Linked DNA regions of Sus scrofa: all the other regions are linked to region 1. A link is a contact called in public HiChIP or PLAC-seq data. All regions are on one chromosome and are shown on one strand. The core of a region is the stretch at or near the end of the contact, and the rest is flanking DNA. Distances in the headings are between cores, read along the strand shown.

Region 1 (3,641 bases), core at 325-2,824:
ACTTAGGTGAGTCAAGTTTTCTCTCTCTGATAGGCTGACACCAAAGCAATACACAAGGAGTAAAAGTTAAGAAAATGTAAAAGTGAAGCCCATCTAATAGTGACACACTCCAGCAGCAAATATTACTTACAGTATGGTAAAAAAATGTGGCTTCAAAGTCACTCTAACTTTTAATCTTTGAACCCACTGGTCCCGTGTCTGCCACAACTTTGCTAAAGATAGCCTAATGGGCTCTAATGTGGGTGTATCTCTGAGAAGATTAATTACGTTCACCTCCAGGCTCATAGGCACAAGCTTTCTCTTGCCTCTCCAATGTTGACATCAGCCAGCTGTCAGCAAAATCATGCATAACCAAGGTTGGAAATATTAATGTTGATTTTGGGGGAATGTAATCACTAGAAATATTCTGAAGCAGACGTGTCTGTTGGTTGAAGCAGCTTATTTAAAAAAAAAAAAAAAGAAGCAACTTTGCTCAAAAGGGAACCAAAAGTCTCATACAGTATTACAGATGACCCAAAAATATCCTCAAAATAGATTCAATCATTGGTTAAAAATACTCCAAACAGTGGAAAACTGATTTTCTCATTTTTTCCTTAAAAAAAAAAATCTGCTTAGTGTACAGATATGGGCACTGGCCCTTGAATGTCAGTGAACTTGACTACATGTCTCTGGTATTGAGAGATTAATGTGGTGATTAATCAACAAAAGTTAGCAGTTAGCATTTCTTTTCTCAAAATACATTTTACTGACCTCAGAGCCAGCTTAATTTTTTAAAAGGCTTCCTCATTGCATTTATATTTTTAATGATGGGTGGCTACTTGAAAGAAGACATTATTTTTCTGATTATGAAGTATACTTGCTTATAGAAAAGTTTGGAAAATAAAAAAAAATAAACAGAAGAAATCACACAGCATCATTCCTTTTCTCTTTGTATCTGCAAATGAATAAGATAGGATCTCTAAAGGTCTCTTCTCTTTCAAACAAAGATGGCATCACACATCAGAATGCTGGTGGTACAGTCCTTGGTTTGAACGAGAACAAAGAGACGAGACAGTGGTTAGCAGTCATAACAAATCTGTGACTTCATGTGACTCAAGCCTCTATGAAGAAAAGAATCAAGGACATATTAAAAAATATTATTTGCACACACATTTCTACCTACCCATTTATATCTTATAAGTAAAAAAAAAAAAAATTCCTCTATTCCCTTTTAAATGGTAAAGACAACTGGTATCCTGTATGAATATAACATTCCTATCCAGAATGTGCTGGGTGGAATCCAATAACGTGTGATAACTCAAAAATTTAACACAGGAAGCAAAGCCCACAACATTCCTTAGAAATTTCACAGACTATCTAGGCAGAACAGACCCATTTGAAAAGGGTTTTTTTTCCCCCCAGTGTTATTTGAAGAATGCAACTTTTCATAGCGGACACACTGGGTTTGTGACGGATGCAAATGCAGAGAGGAATAAAACACAATTAAATGATTCAGACTCTTGTGTTATGCCTCCATAGACCTTATTTCTGCACGGGTCAAACAAAGGAAAGTTGGTGTTTGACAACTGTGGATGACTCAACAGAGGAAGTTCTTACCATATGGATGTGCTTGTGGAAGTAAGGCTGGTTAACAAAGCCAGCCTTCTTTCTCCCTGTGGGCCAGGGAGGGTTTCGTTTTAGGAAATGGAAGTGTCAATGTGGACAAACTGTCCAGAAGTATTTATAGCATAATGTGTAGTTTCCTTCAACTGTCTCTGAACAAAGAATATATGCATGGAAAATAGGATCTGAATTTCCTTCATTCGTGTCATCTGAACTATATTGTTTATAAAACCCATGCAGCACAGTGACATGTATTCAATGTGATGTGAAAATGAAAAGTGTGCTAGTGGCGTCCCAATTAATTTTAAGAGCGCTTTCTTCAGGAAGGATGTTATATCTTTGTCATATTCACTGCAAACATGTTCTCTAAGACTACCATATGCTTTTTAACTGTGTGCAGTATTTTTATTTTTTTGATGAACAGAAGTTTTCAATTTTTATTTAGTCAAATATATTAATTTTTCTTTGTGACTTTTTAATGCTTTGAAAGGCTATCTCCACTTTAGGACCATCAAGATTTTTTTATAGTTTCTTTATCCTTTTATGATTTCATTTTTAATATTTAAGTCTTTAAGCCATCTGTTACTTGCTCTGGGGTAAAGAACCGAGAGAACTTAATTAATTAACATTCCCCCCCCCAAGGAGCTGACCTTATCTTATTCATTGAATAAGCTCTTCTGTCCTCTAGGGTTTGTGATTTATAATAAATTATACCACTTTCTAAATTGGAATTTTTTTTCCCGGACCCTCTATTCTTTTCCATTAATGTCTGTCATTTCTTCTGCTGGAGCCAAATTGTTATTGTAGCTGCATAATGCATTTTAGTACTTGGTGGTAGGAGTTACCCTTCATTACATTTTTATTAAAACAACTCTTGGTTATTTTTACCAATTTAGCTCCTCCAAATGCATTTTAGAATATCCCACTGGGAGCTCCTGTTGTGGCATAGTGGAAACGAATCTGACTAGGAACCATGAGGTTGCAGGTTCAATCCCTGGCCTTGCTCAGTGGGTTAAGGATCTAGTGTTGCTGTGAGCTGTGGTGTAGTTTGCAGACGTGGCTCGGATCTTGCATTGCTGTGGCTGTGGTGTAGGCTGGCAGCTGTAGCTCCAACTGGACCCCTAGCCTGGGAACCTCCATATGCCGCAGGTGCGGCCCAAAAGCAAAAAAAAAAAAAAAAAGAATATCCCGCTGGGATTCTGATCAGAGCTGCATAAAACTATAAATTAATTTAGAAAGATCAGGTATTCTTTGACTATTCAATCTTTTCATTCAGGAAAATGTAATATCTTTCTAATATTCAAATAGTCTATATCAGAGTTCCCGCTGTGGCTCAGTGGGTTAAGAACCCTACTAGGATCCACAAGGATTCGGGTTTGATCCCTGGCCTCCATCAGTAGGTCAAGGATCTGGTGTTGCTGTGAGCTGTGGTGTGGTTTGCAGATGTGGCTCGGATTCAGTGATGCTGTGGCTGTGGTGTAGACAGGCAGCTACAGCTCCGATTTGACTCCTAGACTGGGAACTTTCATGTGCCGCAAGTGGGACTATCTAGATAAGTCTTTTATATCTCTCAATGAAGTTTTATAGTTTTCCTGATCTGGGTCCCACACATTTGTTTACATTAGTCGACACGTCTGGTTATTACTGGGAGTGAGATGGAGCTGCTTCCAACTGCAGAAACTGCCGCTCTTTTGTCTGAGGTCATGATCCTGGCTGTGGTCTTGAACTAGGGGTTACCTTAGATTTGAAAAGTGGAAGCAGAAGGAAGACATGTGGAAGACGTTTATATTTATAGCATGAAGTCGGTGAACCTCCCAGAAAGGCTCTAAAGGTTAAAAAACATGTAACCCGATGTACCAGGGCTTAGTGAAAAAGAGAAATAATGTGCGAATAAGCGCTCTCATAGTGATGACTCACTACATAGGATCATCTCTGGGAAACCACCTACTAAGCAGAATTCAGCAGTTAAGGCGTTATTTTTAGTTCACAGTTATTGCTACTTCCTCTAGGGAAAAGAATGATTAAACCTGAGCTCCCTA
Region 2 (3,641 bases), core at 461-2,960, 220 kb after region 1:
CTGCCCCGCCACCGCTGGCGCCCTTGCCTTCTGCCAGGAATTAAAGAAACAAACTCTACAACCCCCACAGTATGCAGGCGGAGGGAACAGCAGCGAAGACAGAGTCCTTCACACTCACTCTACTCAAAACTCTCCTTAAAAGGTGAAGGCGAAGCCTGGGGGGAGCCGAGGAACAAGCCCCCAGAGCCAGCACCGCGGTCTGAGCCAGGACAAGGGCCACACAGGTAGCGCAGGAGCAGCCGCAGACTGAGCGGCCCGCCCCTCCCGTGGCCCCCCTCCCCGCCCCAGTCCTGCCCGCCGCTCAGCAGCGAAGGAAGCGTCGGGGACGTCCCACCCCCGCAGGGAACTGAGCCCGCTGCCCCCGCCTGGCCCCGCACCGCCCGCCTCCGCTCTCCCCCCTCGCTCTCCGGACGGTCGGCTCCGGCGGAGAGAAACGGGAGCAGCAGTGCCTTTCCCCCCCGCTCTCCTCCACTTTTTTTTGTTGTTGTTGTTGCTTTCCCACGCTGGCTGAATGTGACTTGACCCCATTTCAAAATAGTTTGACATAGTGCTTCAACATTTCCGCATTCCTCCGCGACTACAAAGGCTGCAGCCGCCTCCTTCTGCTTTCTGTCTCTGCTCTCTGTCTTCACACTCAATGAAATCCTTCATGTGCCTCTCTCCAAGCCTGCCAAGCACCGCAAGGGTCGCCACCAGCGCAGCGACAAGAGGCCGCACCGGGGACCACGACTCCCGCGTGTGCGCACACGCAGATGCTCCCACGTGCACAATGACCGGCGCAGTGCTGGGCCCGAAGGTGCTCACCCGGGGCGTGCATTTTAACTTCAATATTTTAAATTAGGAGAGTAAATTGGGAAACCAAAGCAAGCGTGCATCATTGCGGGGCTCCCAGCCCGGGCGCCGGGCGCCTGCGTGCACTCCTCTAAATGTGCCTAAACGCCCGCAGTGGTTGCCAGCAAAAAGTCTGCGTTAACATTTATCTCACGGTGGGAAAGGTGAAGCCCCCACCCACAGGGTCAGCGAGATGGAGGGCGAGCTTTCGTGGTGAAATAAATATAGGGCACCCAAACATCCCCCCGCATCGAGTCTCCAAAAGCATGCACTTTAAATCCTAAATGTGGGTTATTATGTGAGTTTCCAGGTGGAGTTTGAGTTCCGTTTGAAGAAACCGGATAAGAAGTGTTTGTGTGGGTGTTTGTGCGCAAGGCTATGCGGGATCAAGCACAGGATCTCGGCGTTAGGGGGGTGTCCCTCGTGTGGGATATACCCCTCTTAGCCAGATTAGGAGAAACTTTTGCGCCCCCAAACTGGCCCCCGTAACAAGTCCGCCTCGGGTTGTAAGGGGTTAACTAAAGTGGATTCCGAAAACCTACCACCCCTCCTCCGCACCCGTCGCCCCTACCCACCCTCGCTTCGGACCCCCGCCAAGCCCCGAAATCTCCCCTGGGGACCCCCCACCCAGCAGCCCACCCACCCGAGAGCACAGCTCCTCACCTGATGGGCCTCGCCGCTTCGGGCTTCGCGAGGGGGCTGCGGGTGTCAGTACGACCTTCGCACGTGTCCACCGCGGCGCGGAGCAGGTAACTCGGCTCGGAGGAAGAAGTCACCAGCCCTCTCTCCGGCGAGGGGGTGGGCACTGCGGCGGAGGGCGGAGGGACGGCGGAGGGCGCCGCCCGCGCCGCTCGCTGGGGGCGGACGGGGGCCGCGGGGCTCCGGCCCGCGCTAGGGGCCCGAGTTGGGGAGGCGGCGGAGGCAGCGGGGCGGGGCTGGGGGGCCGGGAGGCCGACTCCGCCGAGACCCTCCCCGCCGCAGCTAGGTTGGGGGCTCGCCGCGCAGTGGCAAGCAAGTGTGCAAATTAAAGCCTTCCGGAGAGAGGGGAGGCGGCCGAGACCCGGCTGTGCTCGGAACCTCCTGGCCCCCTAGCTCTCCGCTCCGAGTAGGGGGCGAAGAAGGGAGGGGGGGAGTTAAATGAAAATTTCCGGCTTTCACTGCCACTGGAGTGGGGATCTTGCGACTAAAATAAAAGGCGTGAGAGGGAGAGTGGAATGTGTCGTCGGGAGTCGGTGGAGTTACCAAATCCAGGGTCGCCCGGAGTTGGGGTTTTGACAGAGTGAGGTGGGGGTATCGGCAGTCTATGATGCAAACGGATGGGAAAAACAGAACAACCAACAGTAATTATGAAGGTCTGTAGGGAGGGTAAAAGCGACACTTTCCAAGAAACTGAAAAATCAGACCAAAAAAATAACTCTTCTCTATTAAAAAAAAAAAATTGGCAGGACGCCTTGTAGAAAAGAAAATACTAATCTGTCCAAAGCACTTTTCACTTTCAGCATGAACTGCATTTGTTTTGTTGTCCTTCGCTTCCTTTCGGCCTCACCAAGCCCTATCTCTTCCTTTTGGACAGAGAATATGATTTGGAAATTGTCAGGCACTTTTGTGGTTAACGATCTACTTGATGGGGCTGGCCGGTTCACAATTATTAAGTGGCTAGCAACTGTTGAGGGTTCACTGAGGTATTTCTGGGGAGCTAAGAAGCCTAAAATTGATTGTAAATAACAGAACTGCAAGATAACACACACACACACACACACACACAGAACACAATTCGGTGGGTGCTCAGTTGAAATGCATTATTGGAATTCTGAAATTTGAAACCTTGTAAGAATGCATATTTTACCTGCTGAGAAAACCTGAATACAATTATTTCAGGTGAAAATGAGATTTTGGAGAAAAAGAAAAGTCTTCTAGACTTTCTACAATGAAGTAAAACAAACCTTAAAATAGCTGTTTTTAGGAAAAAATTTCAGTATTGTCCAAAATCTCTTTCTGTAAAATACTTGAAACTTTTTAAAACATCTTTAATGCAAAGCCTAAAAAATTTTATTTATTTCAGTGCTCTGTGGAAAAATTAAAACCCAACAAAATTCTGTTGGAATTGAAAATATTATTCTATAAATCTTTTTTGACTTTTTGAATTAAACCGTGTTGCTAATTTCATAGTACATCAAAATTTTGCCTTTATAAAATTAATTCTATACTGCAGTGTGAAGTAACAAGTTAGGTAAATAAAAACTGTTGCATTTCCATTGGCAAATATTTTGCACTGAATTATAATAATTTTTCTTAAAAACTAAAAATGAATAATTGTGGTTTTTATGCTCTAGATAATTCATAAAATATACTTTGTCCTTAGAAGCATATCTTCTAAAATGAAATCCAATTTCTGAACAAAATTCTGTTCAGATAATGTGTAAAATTATCTACAATATCCTATACCTTATAGACTTAAGAAAGCAAATTGCTGGATTTTGTATTTATATACAATACTGGATTATTACAAATCACCAATTAGACTTTAAATGAGGAACAAATGGGAATCCTCCATTTTGATAATTGCTCACACTTGTCAGTGTTTTTTAAAACAAGATTTACTTGCTGGCAATTAACACATTTATGTAATTCAGAAATAACTGTCAATAAATAGTCCTAGGAAACAGCAAATGATTCTAAGAATTTGAGTAAATAATTTGTTTAAAAATATTAAGCTATAGTATCTTTTAAATTAACAGAAAAAATGTCTTTCTACACTGGGTTGCATTTTTAATTACTGGATTTGACAACCACCACAGATGGATTAGAAG
Region 3 (3,641 bases), core at 343-2,842, 160 kb after region 1:
AAAAAAACAGTCCTAAGACATCTATAAACACTTTGAAATAGCAGTATCTGACCTCAAATATATCTTATGTATTAGACAAACTGAATTAATTGAACTCAAGCACATAAACAGTAGCAGTTCCCTCTAGGTGACCACACCAGTTCCCCGACTTGCTGGGAGACGTTTTTTTTTTTTTTTTTTTTTTTCGGTCTTTTTAGGGCTGCACTGATCGCACATGGAGGTTCCCAGGCTAGGGGTCAAGTTGGAGCCGCAGATGCCAGCCTACACCACAGCCACAGCAACAACAGATCCAAGCAGCGTCTGGGACCTACACCACAGCTCATGGCAATGCTGGATCCTTAACCCACTGAGTGAGGCCAGAGATCAAACCTGCATCCTCATGGATACTCTTCAGGTTCATTAATTGCTGAGCCATGAAGGGAACTCCTGGGAGACTATTCTTAAAGTGGTTTCTCTGGGAGCATGCCCACCAGAAAGCAGTAACTGACAGCAGCAGAGCAGACTAATTCATCCTTCTAAAGGAGCCACTCCACTTCTTCCCGGGATTCCTATGTGAGGTTCTTAGTCTGATCACAGAGGCACTTTATGGGGAAAAAAGTAGGGAAAGGAAGAAGACAGACAGATAAGCTTGTTGCAAACAGGAATATGGAAGCTAGGATAGGAAAGGCCTCAGTGGGTGTGAGGAAGCAAGGAGGCAAGGAGAAGTATTTCAAAATAATACAAAGATACTGAGTTTTACTTAATTTAAAGGTTGAGTCCAATGCTCAGAGGTCTGTTTTCCTGAAGCCTCAGTTAAACAACCCTCCTTCCACTAGCAGTTGTTGAAAAGTGGCAGGGAAACCCCTTTTGTGATCAAACTGTTAGCCCAAAGGCTACCATAATCTGAGAAGGGAATGCAAAGCCAACATCTTTTATGTACTAAATCATTTTATTCCTTATAACCATAAGAGGGTTCATAAGCAAGTTTCATAGTTCATCTTCATCCAGTTAATCTTTAGAGTTTCTACTAATTAGTTTCAGCTTCTATCTATATACACCTGGCCATGAGGATCTATGAATTAAAACTGTTGCATTCATTAAACAAAAAATATTTTACAAATAAGATGGGAACCCCCCAAACTGGGCAAGTTTTCAAGATGTGACTTGCACTGCAGTAAACATTTAAAACCGTGTTAACCAACTATAATGGAAAAAATAAAAATCATTAAAAAATTTTTTTAAATAAAATAAAATCAAGCAAACAGTAAAACTTGTGTATACAGAAACACACTGCTATCATAGGGTAGTGCAAAAACTGGTGTACTCTAAGCTGGGCCCCAAATAAGCTCTTTGGGCTATGTTAAGAGGTATATGGGATACATACACTGTTTTGTTCATATTCAAGATGAATTACTGAAATGTACATTAAATAACAGAATTCGAACTTCATAGTCCTCTAGCAAGCACTAGCGGTATTCCTATTACAAGCACAATTCTTTAGACTGCTAATGCATTTTATCTGAACGAAAGGCAGAGAGAATGAGGTAGTGGCCTCATTCTGTTACCCTAACTATATGCTATTGTGGGAAAAAAGGAAACGTTACTTCAGAGCTAAAACTCATGAGGAAATCATAAAAACATATTTGTTCTCTTTAGGGAAGAGAATATTCTGAGGCAAAATATTCTGAGGCAAAACTCTCTGAGTCACCATGTGGATCACCATCTCCCCAAAGTCAAGAAAAGGAAAAAATAGGCCGCGAGACAGTGATGAGTTGACATTTTTGCCGAGTCCAGTTCCAATACAAAATTGTTTCCTAAGTTCAAAAACAACCCCAAACCAACCCTATAAAAAGAAGAACCCTGCCAACTGAGACTATCAGAGATCATTACGTCTTAGTTAGAATAAACACCATCCACCAACCCCAGCTACAGCACAAGGACAAGATGCTGCTCTTGTACCTGGTGACATTTCTACCTAGACATGATTACCTTAGTTTTAGCCTTTTTCTTGTACAACAGTTAGCTTCCATCAGCCGCTCTACAAGCACAGATATATGGGTCAGAATAAGGGCCTGACAAGAGTGAATGGCTTAAGAGAGCCCCAAACCTATGGCATTTGAACGGAGAGTGGGGTTCAGCGGCCCCAAGTCTAAACCCTACTGGCAGGTCAGAGATGATAGATGAGCAAAGTAAACATAGGGTTCAAACTGGAATGGAAGTACCTCTCCCTACTTTTGCTTGTTCTTTCTTTTAACTCTCCAGGGCACCCAGGGTGGTGTCTAATACACTGTAGGTGTTCAATAAATGTCTACTGAATGAATTAAACTTTTCGAAATTAAAACTCAGGGAAAAGGTGGGAACGAACTAAAAGAGGGGATCTTCAGAGATGTATTAAGAGAGCACAGGACTCTGAGCAAGTCAAATCTTGGAAGAAACGTAAAATGAGGACTCACACACTCCTACATCCCATTTGTTAACCCATACTTGTTAGTTTGCTCGCTACTAGCTACTTTTGTGTATCTTGACCTTTGTAGTCCTCGTAACAACTCTATGAGACGGCACTCATTTTATAGCTGAAGAAACAGATGTTATGTATACAAATGTTCATGGCAGCATCATTCATAACAGCCCAAAAGAGAAACAACCCAAACGTCTACTGATTGATAAATGAGTAACATAATGCAGTATATCCATATAGTGGAATATGATTTAGTCATCAAAGGAGTGAAGTACAGGTACATGCTTTGACACGAGTATACCTTGAGAAGATGATGCTAAGTGAAAGGAACTAGTCCCAAAAGGCCACATATTACACAATTCTTCTTACATGATACATCCAGAATAGGACAGATTCATAGTGGTTACCCAGAGATGGGGGCAGTCGGGGAGGATGGCAAGAGCGAAGGAATGAAGAATGACAGCTAGTGGGAACTGGGTTTCTTTTGGGGGTAATAAAATGTTCTAAAATTAGATCATAGGGATGGTTGCACAACTCAGTAAATATACTAAAAAACCACTGAACTGTATACTTATATGGCAGAATTTGCTGGTATGTAAAGCATATCTCAATAAGTATATCTGATTCAAACAAAAAGAGGAAAAGAAATAGAGAGGCTTAGTACTTTGCCTAAGGCATAGGCCCTGTTAGTGGTGAAGAAGGGGTCTGAAATCAGGCTGTCTGTTCCAGAGTCTGATTTCCTCACCACTGTGCCATCCTGCTTCTGCATGTAGCACAACATCTGGGACAGAGACCTCTCTGTGGCAAATGAGACACATTGCTCACAGGAACCTTGGTAACGCCGATTCCCCAATGTCTTTGGTTAGTTCAGATATCCCAACATATACCTTACATGCTGGGCAGAAAAAAAGAAATGTTCAGAAAATTCACATGTAAAATAAAATACAGCTGAAGACTTGATCTCCTTAGATGTTCTTCTCTTCTGTCCTTCCCTTGACTCGTTAAAAAACGGCATGATGCTTTAATTCACCTAACAGACCTTGAAAAATATATTCTGATCTCAAAAGTATACGAGTTAAATGATATTTCTGAAAGCAGAGTGAACAGCTCTGGCCTGAGTCAGAGAGAGTGCAGAAACATTCTGGCCAACTTTCAACATTCAGTTCTGTCTCCATTTCTGACCTGTAAAAGCCCTGTTCTCCAG
Region 4 (3,641 bases), core at 596-3,095, 140 kb after region 1:
GTTTTCTGGCAGCTGCTCTCTAACTTACAAATAATGCATGCCTTTGTTTAGAGTTCCTTAAAAAAACTGTATATTCTAAATGTGGAAGAAAGCTCAATTTATTTTACTTTGAAACCTAAGAAATCAATAACATGAACCATATGTTAATTATGGATCTTGGTGATAAATAAAGTAAGAAGTCCTGTGAAACCGTGGTGGTGAAAGTGATGGAGTTGAAACAGAAAAGGAAAGAAGTCCTTTTTTCTTGGTGTGTGATGCTTTCATAAATCTCTCTGCTTGGGAAGACACCAAAATGCAGCTCTTTCCTTAATTCAGTCTAATGTAATTTATATTTCACTTTCTTCCCAGCTCCTAAGTGGTGTTTTTTTTTTTTTTTTTCTTTAATCAAGATCCTACAGCAATGACAAGATGCATATCCAAGGATGTTAGTACAGTGGCAACATTTAGAATAGATGATGTCAAAGACAAAACCTAACCAATATTTATGCCCTTGAATTTCATTTATTCGGATTCATGCAGTTTTGCACTAAAGATGTGAATCTAGCCATCTTTACTATCTGGTGGAAACACTAAAGGACTTCGGGTTTACAAGATAAATTGCTATGACTAGAGTAAGAATCATAACGGGGGAACAAGAGTTAGTAATGTGATGTTTCACATCTCTACACTGAGCATCAAGTACTTTTAAAAGAGATAATTTAGGGGGAGCTGTTACTGAGGGTAATTAAATCTCTCCTTTTTTCCTGGAACCCATTAAGTCAAATTTTTCTTTTTTTCTTTTTTGTCTTTTTGTCCTTTCTAGGGCTGCACCTGTGGCATATGGAGGTTCCCAGGCTAGGGGTCTAATCGGAGCTGTAGCCACCAGCCTACGCCAGAGCCACAGCAATGCAGGATCCCAACTGTGTCTGCAATCTACACCACAGCTCATGTTAACCCACTGAGCAAGGCCAGGGATCAGACCCACAACTTCATGGTTCCGAGTCGGATTTATTAACCACTGAGCCACTACTGGAACTCCTCAAATTTTTCTCTTTTTACCACCAATCTATGTCTTCCCTCTTTCTGTACCCAACCTCCTTGACCTGGAACACATTTTTATAGCGGGAAGGGGAGGAGAGAAGCAGGGCCCCCACCTGTGACTTTTACACCACCTTTGATTCAGCAAATACTTCAGTCTTCGGATATGAGGGATGGTGAATTTCTCAGTTCCAGATTTGAACATTTTGAGACATATTAGTGAAATTTAAAAGTTCATTAAGTGTTCCAGCATAATCACAGAATTAACATATTCATAGGACAACTTCAGTTAAGGATATGTGTTTCTGGATCAATTGGTACCTGATGGCTCAATGGAGACTTAAACTTTTAATGCTGCAGTTCCTAAACTTAATTCGGAGTGAAAGCTCCTACGCCCTATGGTCCCCAACTCCCTGCTATGTTCTATTTTAGCTTTCCAATCTAGAAGCGGTGTGACTATACTAGAGTAGAATGATAAATATTTCTTTGGTTTTGTCCAAGAAAGGAAAAATGAACAAGTATGGTCAGGGACAGCTGAGAGCAATGGTAAATACAAAAACCAACAAAGCTACTTGCTTATATTTGTTAAAGGCTTAGAACCACAAGTGGAAGAAATGCTAAGCACTCATACTTTCAGATACAGGTGCCTTAAAGTGACTACCTGAATGCTGTGTTTGGCCACAGCTGGAGTCTGTGCTAAAACTCTGGGTCTATGATCCACTTAAGTTTCATATGGTTTTGGTTCCTCATCAATAAAACAGGGTTAGGAATTCCGACCAGTTACACTTGCAAGTCTGGTAATAGTTTACTAATTGAGGATCACAGAGAACTGTGAGAACATTAAGTGAAACGAAACAAAAAGCATCTTTCAAAGGTCAAATAATGATGTGTCATGAACACTTTTTTTTTTTCCCCAAAGAGTCGCTTTCTGGGTGGCTTAGGAATTTCTAGTTAGAATTCTCATGTTCCTAAGAGTCTTTTCTTTAATTCATATTTATGAGTTCGCATTTTCCAATAGACCATCTTAAAGAATAAAAACATCGGTACTTTTACACAAGTATATACGGACAACTTCAGTTAAAATGCCACACCTGATTCACCTGGGCTTAGATGAGAGTCTTCTGAATGGCTGGGGCCACCTACGCACAGGCAAGTAAATATTCCAAAGTTCTGAGTCATCTCAGACATTTTGCCATTTCCAAGTAGGGTCATATGTCAAACTGTAGGAGAGTATTTCTCAAACAGTAGTCTCTATAAGCTTCATCAGAGGGGACTTACTGGAAACTCCCTTCCGAGCTCATGTTCAGGATTAGCATTAGGGCAAGGCTGTAGCGTTCAATGAGCATCCCAGGTGGTGACTATACAGCTGATTCACTGACCACACTTGGAGAAACACAGAGATTATATTTAACCTAATTTCATTAACCCTTTATTCAAAGGTGACTCATTTTTGCAAAATTTGCTTGGGTTTAGTCTACCTTCCAGGCATCACAATTAGGCTTCCAGTGTATGGGAGTAGCTAGAGTTGTTAAAGATTAGATTTATACTTGATCATTTCTAATATTCGAGGAATTCTCTTTTACTTCCTAGGACTTCAAGAGTCACAGTGACCGGGAGTTCCGGTCGTGGCTCAGTGGTTAACAAACTGACTAACATCCATGAGGATGCAGGTTCAATCCCTGACCGGTGTTGCCCTGAACTGTGGTGCAGGTTGCAGATGTGGCTTGGATCTGGCGTTACTGTGGCTGTGGTGTAGGCCAGAGGCTACAGCTCCGATTGGACCCCTAGCCTGGGACCTTCCATATGCCACAGGTGTGGACCTAAAAAGACAAAAAAAAAAAAAAAAAAAGAAAAAAGAGAGAGAGAGAGAGTCACAGTGTCTGAATGAAATAATGCCATTCATTTACGGCAACATGGATGGACTGAGAGATTATTATAAAAAGTGAAGTCAGACAACCATATGATATTACTTATATATGGAATCTTTTAAAAAGGACACAAATGAACTTATTTGCAGAACAGCAACAGGCTCACAGACTTCAAAAACTCACGGTTCCCAAGGGGACAGGTGGTGGGAGGGATGGACTGGGGGTCTGGGATTGGCATATGCACATTGAGTGTATGCAATGATTGGCCAATGGGAACTTGCTGTATAGCAAAGGGAACTCTACCCAATATTCCGTGATAATCTATGTGGGAAAAGACTCTGAAAAAGAATGTGTATATGTATAACTGAGTCACTTTGTTGTACAGCAGAAATTATCATCACAACATTGTAAATCAACTACACTTCAATAAACCTTTAAAAAAAGAGTGTCCAGATGCTTGGCATCAAGGCCCTGATTTAGATATACTAATCCAAATTATTCAGGTCAAACTCTCCTCACTTGATTTTCTACTGGAGTCAATCTTTCTGGAGACTTTTCCTCTTTGAGAGTGATGATGAGAACGAGGAAGAGGAGAATGAGAACAACTGCAACACTATTTCATTTGCTGGAGATATTTGAGTCTCATAACTACCTTTATGGAGTTTTTAAGGCTTCACTGCACAACAGTTTGTGAAAGCACTTATTCATTTAACAAATATTCAGTAGAACCAATAATGATTTTTAACTGCAATGAAG

The links. HiChIP or PLAC-seq counts read pairs in DNA pulled down with a chosen protein or histone mark.
Region 2: an H3K27ac HiChIP or PLAC-seq map of alveolar macrophages shows a contact between it and region 1. The contact joins the promoter of CDK6 here to the enhancer-like site in region 1. A contact is called at or near these places in 12 of 47 Hi-C or Micro-C datasets (alveolar macrophages, brain, embryonic fibroblasts and 8 more) and 2 of 2 datasets of contacts at active chromatin or transcription factors (alveolar macrophages and skeletal muscle).
Region 3: an H3K27ac HiChIP or PLAC-seq map of alveolar macrophages shows a contact between it and region 1. The contact joins two enhancer-like sites. A contact is called at or near these places in 1 of 47 Hi-C or Micro-C datasets (embryonic fibroblasts) and 2 of 2 datasets of contacts at active chromatin or transcription factors (alveolar macrophages and skeletal muscle).
Region 4: an H3K27ac HiChIP or PLAC-seq map of alveolar macrophages shows a contact between it and region 1. The contact joins two enhancer-like sites. A contact is called at or near these places in 2 of 47 Hi-C or Micro-C datasets (embryonic fibroblasts and fibroblasts) and 1 of 2 datasets of contacts at active chromatin or transcription factors (alveolar macrophages).

The regions. Positions count from the first base shown.
Region 1 is chr9:72,548,292-72,551,932 of Sscrofa11.1, forward strand. All of the region lies in intron 5 of CDK6 (a long non-coding RNA gene), which reads right to left. Among named protein-coding and RNA genes, the nearest start is that of FAM133B, 46 kb to the left of the region's middle. Within about 2 kb of position 1,575, at least 24 of the 83 cell types and tissues checked have an H3K27ac peak or open chromatin away from gene starts, as enhancers often do. A contact at or near this core is called in alveolar macrophages, retroperitoneal adipose tissue and skeletal muscle, where this site is marked.
Region 2 is chr9:72,763,921-72,767,561 of Sscrofa11.1, forward strand. CDK6 (a long non-coding RNA gene) reads right to left here and starts at 1,711. Exons shown (of 8, transcript XR_002347034.1): 1 at 1,495-1,711. LOC102161391 (a long non-coding RNA gene) reads right to left here. Exons shown (of 3, transcript XR_002347038.1): 3 at 2,902-3,641.
Region 3 is chr9:72,703,904-72,707,544 of Sscrofa11.1, forward strand. All of the region lies in intron 2 of CDK6 (a long non-coding RNA gene), which reads right to left. Among named protein-coding and RNA genes, the nearest start is that of CDK6, 60 kb to the right of the region's middle. Within about 2 kb of position 1,593, at least 2 of the 83 cell types and tissues checked have an H3K27ac peak or open chromatin away from gene starts, as enhancers often do. A contact at or near this core is called in alveolar macrophages, where this site is marked.
Region 4 is chr9:72,683,481-72,687,121 of Sscrofa11.1, forward strand. All of the region lies in intron 3 of CDK6 (a long non-coding RNA gene), which reads right to left. Among named protein-coding and RNA genes, the nearest start is that of CDK6, 80 kb to the right of the region's middle. Within about 2 kb of position 1,846, at least 13 of the 83 cell types and tissues checked have an H3K27ac peak or open chromatin away from gene starts, as enhancers often do. A contact at or near this core is called in alveolar macrophages, where this site is marked.